Linked DNA regions of Sorghum bicolor: region 1 is linked to region 2. Evidence: chromatin contacts called from public HiCAR-type data. All regions are on one chromosome and are shown on one strand. The core of a region is the stretch at or near the end of the contact, and the rest is flanking DNA. Distances in the headings are between cores, read along the strand shown. Region 1 holds the start of LOC8066781 (sorting nexin 2B). Region 2 holds the start of LOC8061321 (N-terminal acetyltransferase B complex auxiliary subunit NAA25).

Region 1 (3,322 bases), core at 603-3,102, 380 kb before region 2:
TGCAAGACAATTCATAACCCATAACTCCTGTCGAGACTACCAACATAGAAACAAAATTTAGCTTAGCGAGTGAAGAGGAAAATCAGGATAGTGGAACAATTAATGTGGTATCATGATACAAATATAATAATTGAATTGCGTATTCTACTGCATATGGTGCAAACAGACCCTTTCACTCCCAAAACTATATCACCCTTTGTCCACAAATAAAACCTATCAACTCAATTTTTTAACTACTTACTGGTTTCAAGATGCCTTAATATGTTTTCTCTTTGTAATTTGACCAGTTCTTCATGTCATAGAAGGTTTTTTCCTCTCTCAAGCCTTCCTTGTTCACCAAGCTCTACTAACTAAATGCCAATCTACTACTCTGTAAAAATAATACTACAAAATGTCCTCAAGGAGTCAAGGTTCATGCTATATTAAGGCCTTGAGGGCCACTTCCTTTGTTACTCCCTCTGTTTATTTTTCTAAGGCATACTAGGATTTGAGGAAGCCTATAACTTGACCATTAATATCTCTTATACTATATTGTCAATTACCACAGAACCAATATCCTACACATACTATTTTCTATAAACCTAGTCAAAGTTAAAGCAAATTTGGCTTAGTCCAAACCTTGGATTACATTCTTTTTTGGGCAGAGGTAGTAATTAGCCGTAGAAGAGAAGAAATACATTGCCTCACTCCCATGGTCATAACAATTAACTATGAGACACATATTACATGGAAGTTATGGGCTTTTGGCATCTGAGGCAGAAGAGATCACCTGTTGTGACGCACTGGTGAGCTGCTGCTCCCACTCCTGCAGCTTATTTTTCTTCTCCAGGAACTCCCTATCCTCCTCTACCAGGGGTGGCTTGACACCGGCCCAGTCAGTTACCACCGACTGCTTGAGCTCCTTGAATATCCTCAGCAGGTCCCTGCCACCCTTGGCAGGCTGCACAACTTCCTGCGGCGGGGCGACGGCATCCTCCCCAGCAATGAGCTGCCGCGGCAGCCTTGCCGCACCATCGAGCATCCGTGATGCCATATCAGTGCTGCCGGGCAGTGGCATCTTTCCCTCGGCATGCAGAAAGACGCGCAGCTCGTCGCTGGGGCCGATGGCCGGGTGCTCGGCGAGTCGCCAGAGGTACCTCTCGAGAGCGGCACGGCGCTGCGCCACGAACTCGTCCCGCTGCATGACCTGGCTCTCGACGGTGTTCTTGTCCGGGCGCGGCGGCACGAAATGGCCCCGGAAGGCCTCGGCAAGGCGGTCGGCGAGCGTGACGAAGTCGCGGAAGCGGCGGCGCACCGAATGGCGGCGCTGGTCGGGGTCCCGGCGGTGGACGCTGGTGACGAGGTAGGAGACAAAGGTGGGTCCGGATCCGGGGACGAGCGAGGTGGCGGCTGGCTCGGCCTCGGTCTCTGGGTCGGAGACGGCGAGGAGGGAGTACTCGGAGGCCGCCAAGCGCGCGGATCTCGGCGACGCGGAGGAGGGAGAGGAGGCGGAGCGCGGGGAGGAGGAGCCGGCGCCGGCGCCGGTGGCGTCGGCGTAGGAGGGCGGGTCAACGAAGGAGGAGGAGAAGGTCGAGGAGAGGGTGAAGGCGGCGGCGCGCGTCGGAGGGGAGCGGGGCGAGGCGGCGGTGGCGGAGGTGGAGGAGAGAAGGGGGTCGAAGGTGGAGGCAACGGAGGCGTAGTCGGAGGCGGCGGCAAGGGGGAGAGACTCCATATCGTCGTCGTCGCCGGCGGTGGCCGGCTCCGACGGCGGCGCCGAGGACATCATGACGCGGAGGAGTGGGGGAAAAGCGAAACCAGGAGAGCAGATGGGTGTGGTACTGAGCGGAGAATACTACGAGCGCAAGGCTCCGGCGGTTTGTCACCGCGCGGTTGGCATAAGAAGACGCTCACGTGGCGCCACGTGGGCGGTGGGAGCCTAGGATATCGTGTAGTAGCAGTGTATTTCGAGCAACAACAATGGAAGAACTCACGCAGATTGGGCTCGTTTAGGCTGTCTATCAAAGAACCTAAATCTAAAATAGGTCTCCATAATACCTATGGGTCTGACTACACATCTTCTGAAAAATTTCTCAGTTTGTTTTCTTTCACTTTTTCTACAAATCATATGTTGCCACGTCACTTTGTACAATAGAACACAAAAACAAAAAAGCACCTGTACGTCACGTGTCTGGAAGATTTTTAGGGTAGTTATCTTCCACTTTCTGAAAAGTGACGTGGCCAAATCTTAGCTCAAGTATTTGATGGAGAACTCACCTTCATTCCTTGTTTCAAGCCAAGCTGCAGTACAAGAAAATGCTCATGCCGCTTGATGCATTCAAGTAAGGATTCTCCATTCCATCTAACACAATCAGCATAGTTCAAGTACCATGGACCATTGTCCATTGGTAAGCATAACCTATGTTACCTTTTTTTAGAGTAGGCACTAAAACACTTATTCATTTTGAAAAATCGAAGGCCAACAATATATATTTTTTCTGCATGGGAGTTCTCACTTTATGTAGAAAGAGAGATTCTGTTAGAGTGATGTGCTCTGTCAATACTTCAATTATTTTTAGAATAACATCTATCCTGGTAGAGCACAATTGCAAGCTAGCAAATCTTTAGCTGTAGCATCTGCAGTTTATCTGAAAAGCTACGGTACAAAAAGAATAAGGGGGCATCGAATTTATAAAGAAACAAAAGGTCTCTTTGAAAGATCCTATTACCATATCAGCATAGTTGGACTTTCTTGCTTTCTCCTTCCCTACATAATATCCATGATATTTCTTATACCTTGTAAAACAATTATAAATAAAAATCAGAGTACAATAAACATAATTACTGGATGGATATTCTTCGAAAGGGAATGAACATGATATGAACCAGGATGCTAGTTCTATTCATCAGCTTCTACAGTATGTTTCATCCAAAGGTGAAAGATGAATATCTTGGTGCTCCTTAGTGGTATCTACTACATGAAAGGACAAGTTGACACTTAACGTGACAGGTCAAGGGTAACACAAACATCAAGTACTAGTTGGTTTGCTGTGACACAAAGCATCGCAGTTCCTAATTCAGAAAACCCACATCTAAAAAAACAAATGAAAATCATTAAAAAACTATCTTACAAAATATAAATGTCCCCGTGTCATTGTGTAATACCCGATTTTAAGGACAAAACCAGATATACACCATATATGAGTCTTAGAAGTCAAATCTCACATATAGCTACAAATGAGGAGTAATATCAAAAGACAATGCATAAACATATAACGTACTTAGTATAAAAAAGATAACCTTTAATAGCAAACAGCGGATAGACAACTCCAACTTCGGGTATTAA
Region 2 (3,141 bases), core at 76-2,575:
ATTCCCCAATATCTCATCCCCAATATGTGATTTTGGCCCATGTTGCAGATTCATCCTGCTTTGACTCAACCTACTTTGCCCTTAACAACCCTAATTTAACATTTAACTGTTGGATCAAAAATATATAGATGTGATTTCATCTCCTTCCTTCATCCACACTCTTCTCTTCCTCTCCTTCACTCTTTCCTCTTGAGCAAACTGAGTCATAGAGACGGAGGATAGGAGCAAGGGAGGTGCTTTCTCAACCAAGTGAGATGGCTGGAGCCCGAGGCACAAGAGCTGCCGCTGCCGCTGGCGCACGCGAGCCCTGTGAGGAGTGTATGTAGCGCAGCCACTGTAGCGGGCAAACTCTGGTGTGGGCGATGAGGTCCGGTGTGCCACTGTTGCGAGGCATTGCAATTGCGGCCTCCCTAGTGTTGCACGACGCGAGGCCCTTTGCACACGTCGCCAAGGTGAGCTTCGGTATGGGGTAGCGAGGTGAGAGACGTGAGAAAGCGATAGTTAATGTGGGCCTAGTGTATTAGGGGAGGGATGTCCCTCGTCTTTGAGTGGTTGAAGGATGGCTTTTGAGAGATTGATTTTTTTCCTCATTGAGGATGGAACACAGAGATCTAATGAAGCTCTGAAATTTCTCTACAAAATTTTCTTATTAAGGCCTTGTTTAGTTTTCCACCCAAATTTTTTTCACCCATTACATCGAATATTTAGACATATGGATGGAGCATTAAATGTAGACGAAAACAAAAACTAATTGCACAGTTTGCCTTTAAATCGCGAGACGAATCTCCATGATTCGATACTAATTGATAAATAAAACAAAAATACTATACCAAATCCATAAACTTTTTAGAACTAAACATGACCAAAAAATATGAATCTGGGACTGCATGCTCTAAAACAACTCTCTCCCTCAGACATCTGTCTGAACACATGAGATGCATATGCCGCCATCCTCCACGCTCCGTCTCCACACAGCTTTAGATCCCGTCAATCCAGGCCGCTCGTCCGATACTCAAGGGCCTAGATCTCTGTGACGTCCCCACAATAGGGTTACGGCAGCAGCCACTTCCAATTTCCTCCGGTTGACGATCGCCTACCGCCCGTGGTAAGACCAACGGGTGTGATGCCATCCCATCCCTTCAATCCTCGGACCGTGCCATCCCCATCCTCTACGTCCCCACGGGCGCGGCGCGCCGTCACAACCCCGACTCGATAAACCCTTCTCTCGTCCGCCTCCGCTCCTCTCCCGCTCCTCTCCCGCTTCGTCTTCCCCACCCGCGGCGCGCCGCACCCCCAGAACCCTAACCCTAGATTGCGAGAGGACATGGCCAGCAAGTTTGGGCTCGCCGGCGGCATCCCAGAGCGGCGAGTGAGGCCGATCTGGGACGCAGTCGACTCGCGCCAGTACAAGGCCGCGCTCAAGCTCTGCACCGGGCTCCTCGCCAAGCATCCCACATCCCCCTACGCGCTAGTGAGCACTTTACCTCTCTCAGTTGGAACTCGTTTTCGTTTTGGCTCTTTTAGTGTACTTTTGGCGAATCTGGCGTGGAAACGGGTAGTTGGGCAATCAGCAGTCCAGTTCGGCTATATATATATATATATATATATATATATATATATATATATATATATATATATATATACACTGTTGCCTGTTGCCTGAAACTGGAGCAGCAGGTAACATGTCCGAAGCCCTTAAACATAGTCATCATCCACTAAAGTTTAAAGCAATACTTATCCATCCATTTGATCAAAGATTACGCTGAGAATGGAAAACATAGCAAAAGGACGCCGTATATATATATATATATATATATATATATATATATGAGGATACCATCCTAATTTCTTTTAAATCTGCTTTTTCCTTGCTGGGAATCAATGGTATTGGAGCAATTCATGGTATGTGCTGTACACCAGGGCTACATAGACTTGCGTGCCTTTTTTTGGGTTTGTTTTGCCGTGTCAATGCATATCCCTGTTCGGTACACTCCAGATTTGACTCCAGAGTCCGGACAGAGAGCCAAGGGGGTGGCCTTCTTTGGAGAAGGGCCCTGAGTAGTGAGGTAGTCATGGGGTACCTATTTTGCTTCTATTCATATATGCAAGCTGGCGTCCAGCAGCAGCAATATATGGCAGCATGGAGGCTGCATTGTGGAAGAAGAAATGACAATGTGTGTGTGTGTGTGGTGTGGTGGTGGTGGGCGGGGGATGAGAAAGCGGCAGTGGTGGTTGCTGTGGCATGTGTGAGCCACCTGCAGAAGATTGGTTAGGGTACTTAGTTGAGCTGGATGAACCAGCATGTGGAAACTCCTTGTCTTCTCTCTTATATATATGTTTCTTTCCATATTTTGTATTTGGCTGGATCTGAATTCAAGGTTTGTGTTTGAATAATTTAATTGTTTTGGCACTTCAGCCTGTTTCTTGCCAACATACTTAGTGAAGCCATCTGTTAAAGATCTGTAGTGAAACTCCTCTTTGTTGTTTTTATGCTGTTTGTCATGCACTGAACTGTTGAAGCCTTACCTTAACTTATCTCATTCCAGGCCCTCAAGGCTCTTATTCTGGAAAGGATGGGAAAGCCTGATGAAGCATTGAGCGTGTCCCTGAATGCCAAGGAGCTATTGTATTCTGACAACATTTTTCATTTTGATGATCTTACACTTAGCACTCTACAGATAGTATTTCAAAGGCTTGACCGATGTGCGTTTGTACTTGTTCATTTATTTTATCCATTTAACATTATTACTGTAGTATTTATCTCTAAATTTTCTCATGACCAGTGGATCTGGCTACTTCGTGCTATGAGTATGCCTGTACAAAGTATCCAAGTAACTTGGAATTAATGATGGGACTTTTTAATTGCTATGTTAGAGAGTACTCATACGTGAAACAACAGCAGGTATAATGGTACTTTCATTGCTAATTAATTTATATTCCTTTTGATATCTTATTTCTATGCTTGCCTCCTTGCCTGGTATCTTTTGCAGACAGCTCTCAAAATGTACAAAACTGTAGGAGAAGAAAGGTTTTTGCTTTGGGCAGTTTGCAGCATTCAGCTGCAGGTGAGAATATTTCTCATATTTGCATGGTTTGTAGTATATGCATTTGCCATTTCAAATTCGTTACTGGAGAAGGGCT

The links. HiCAR-type assays count read pairs that join an accessible place to other places.
Region 1: a contact with region 2 is called in a HiCAR-type map of leaf, with 4 times the contacts expected there. The contact joins the promoter of LOC8066781 here to the promoter of LOC8061321 in region 2. A contact is called at or near these places in 2 of 4 Hi-C or Micro-C datasets (leaf and leaf mesophyll) and 1 of 1 datasets of contacts at active chromatin or transcription factors (leaf).

The regions. Positions count from the first base shown.
Region 1 is chr9:40,452,340-40,455,661 of Sorghum_bicolor_NCBIv3, reverse strand. It overlaps LOC8066781 (sorting nexin 2B), which reads right to left and starts at 1,852. Exons shown (of 5, transcript XM_002439554.2): 1 at 770-1,852. The coding sequence starts at 1,765.
Region 2 is chr9:40,070,146-40,073,286 of Sorghum_bicolor_NCBIv3, reverse strand. LOC8061321 (N-terminal acetyltransferase B complex auxiliary subunit NAA25) reads left to right here and starts at 1,325. Exons shown (of 19, transcript XM_021447724.1): 1 at 1,325-1,471; 2 at 2,547-2,703; 3 at 2,784-2,902; 4 at 2,991-3,065. The coding sequence starts at 1,325.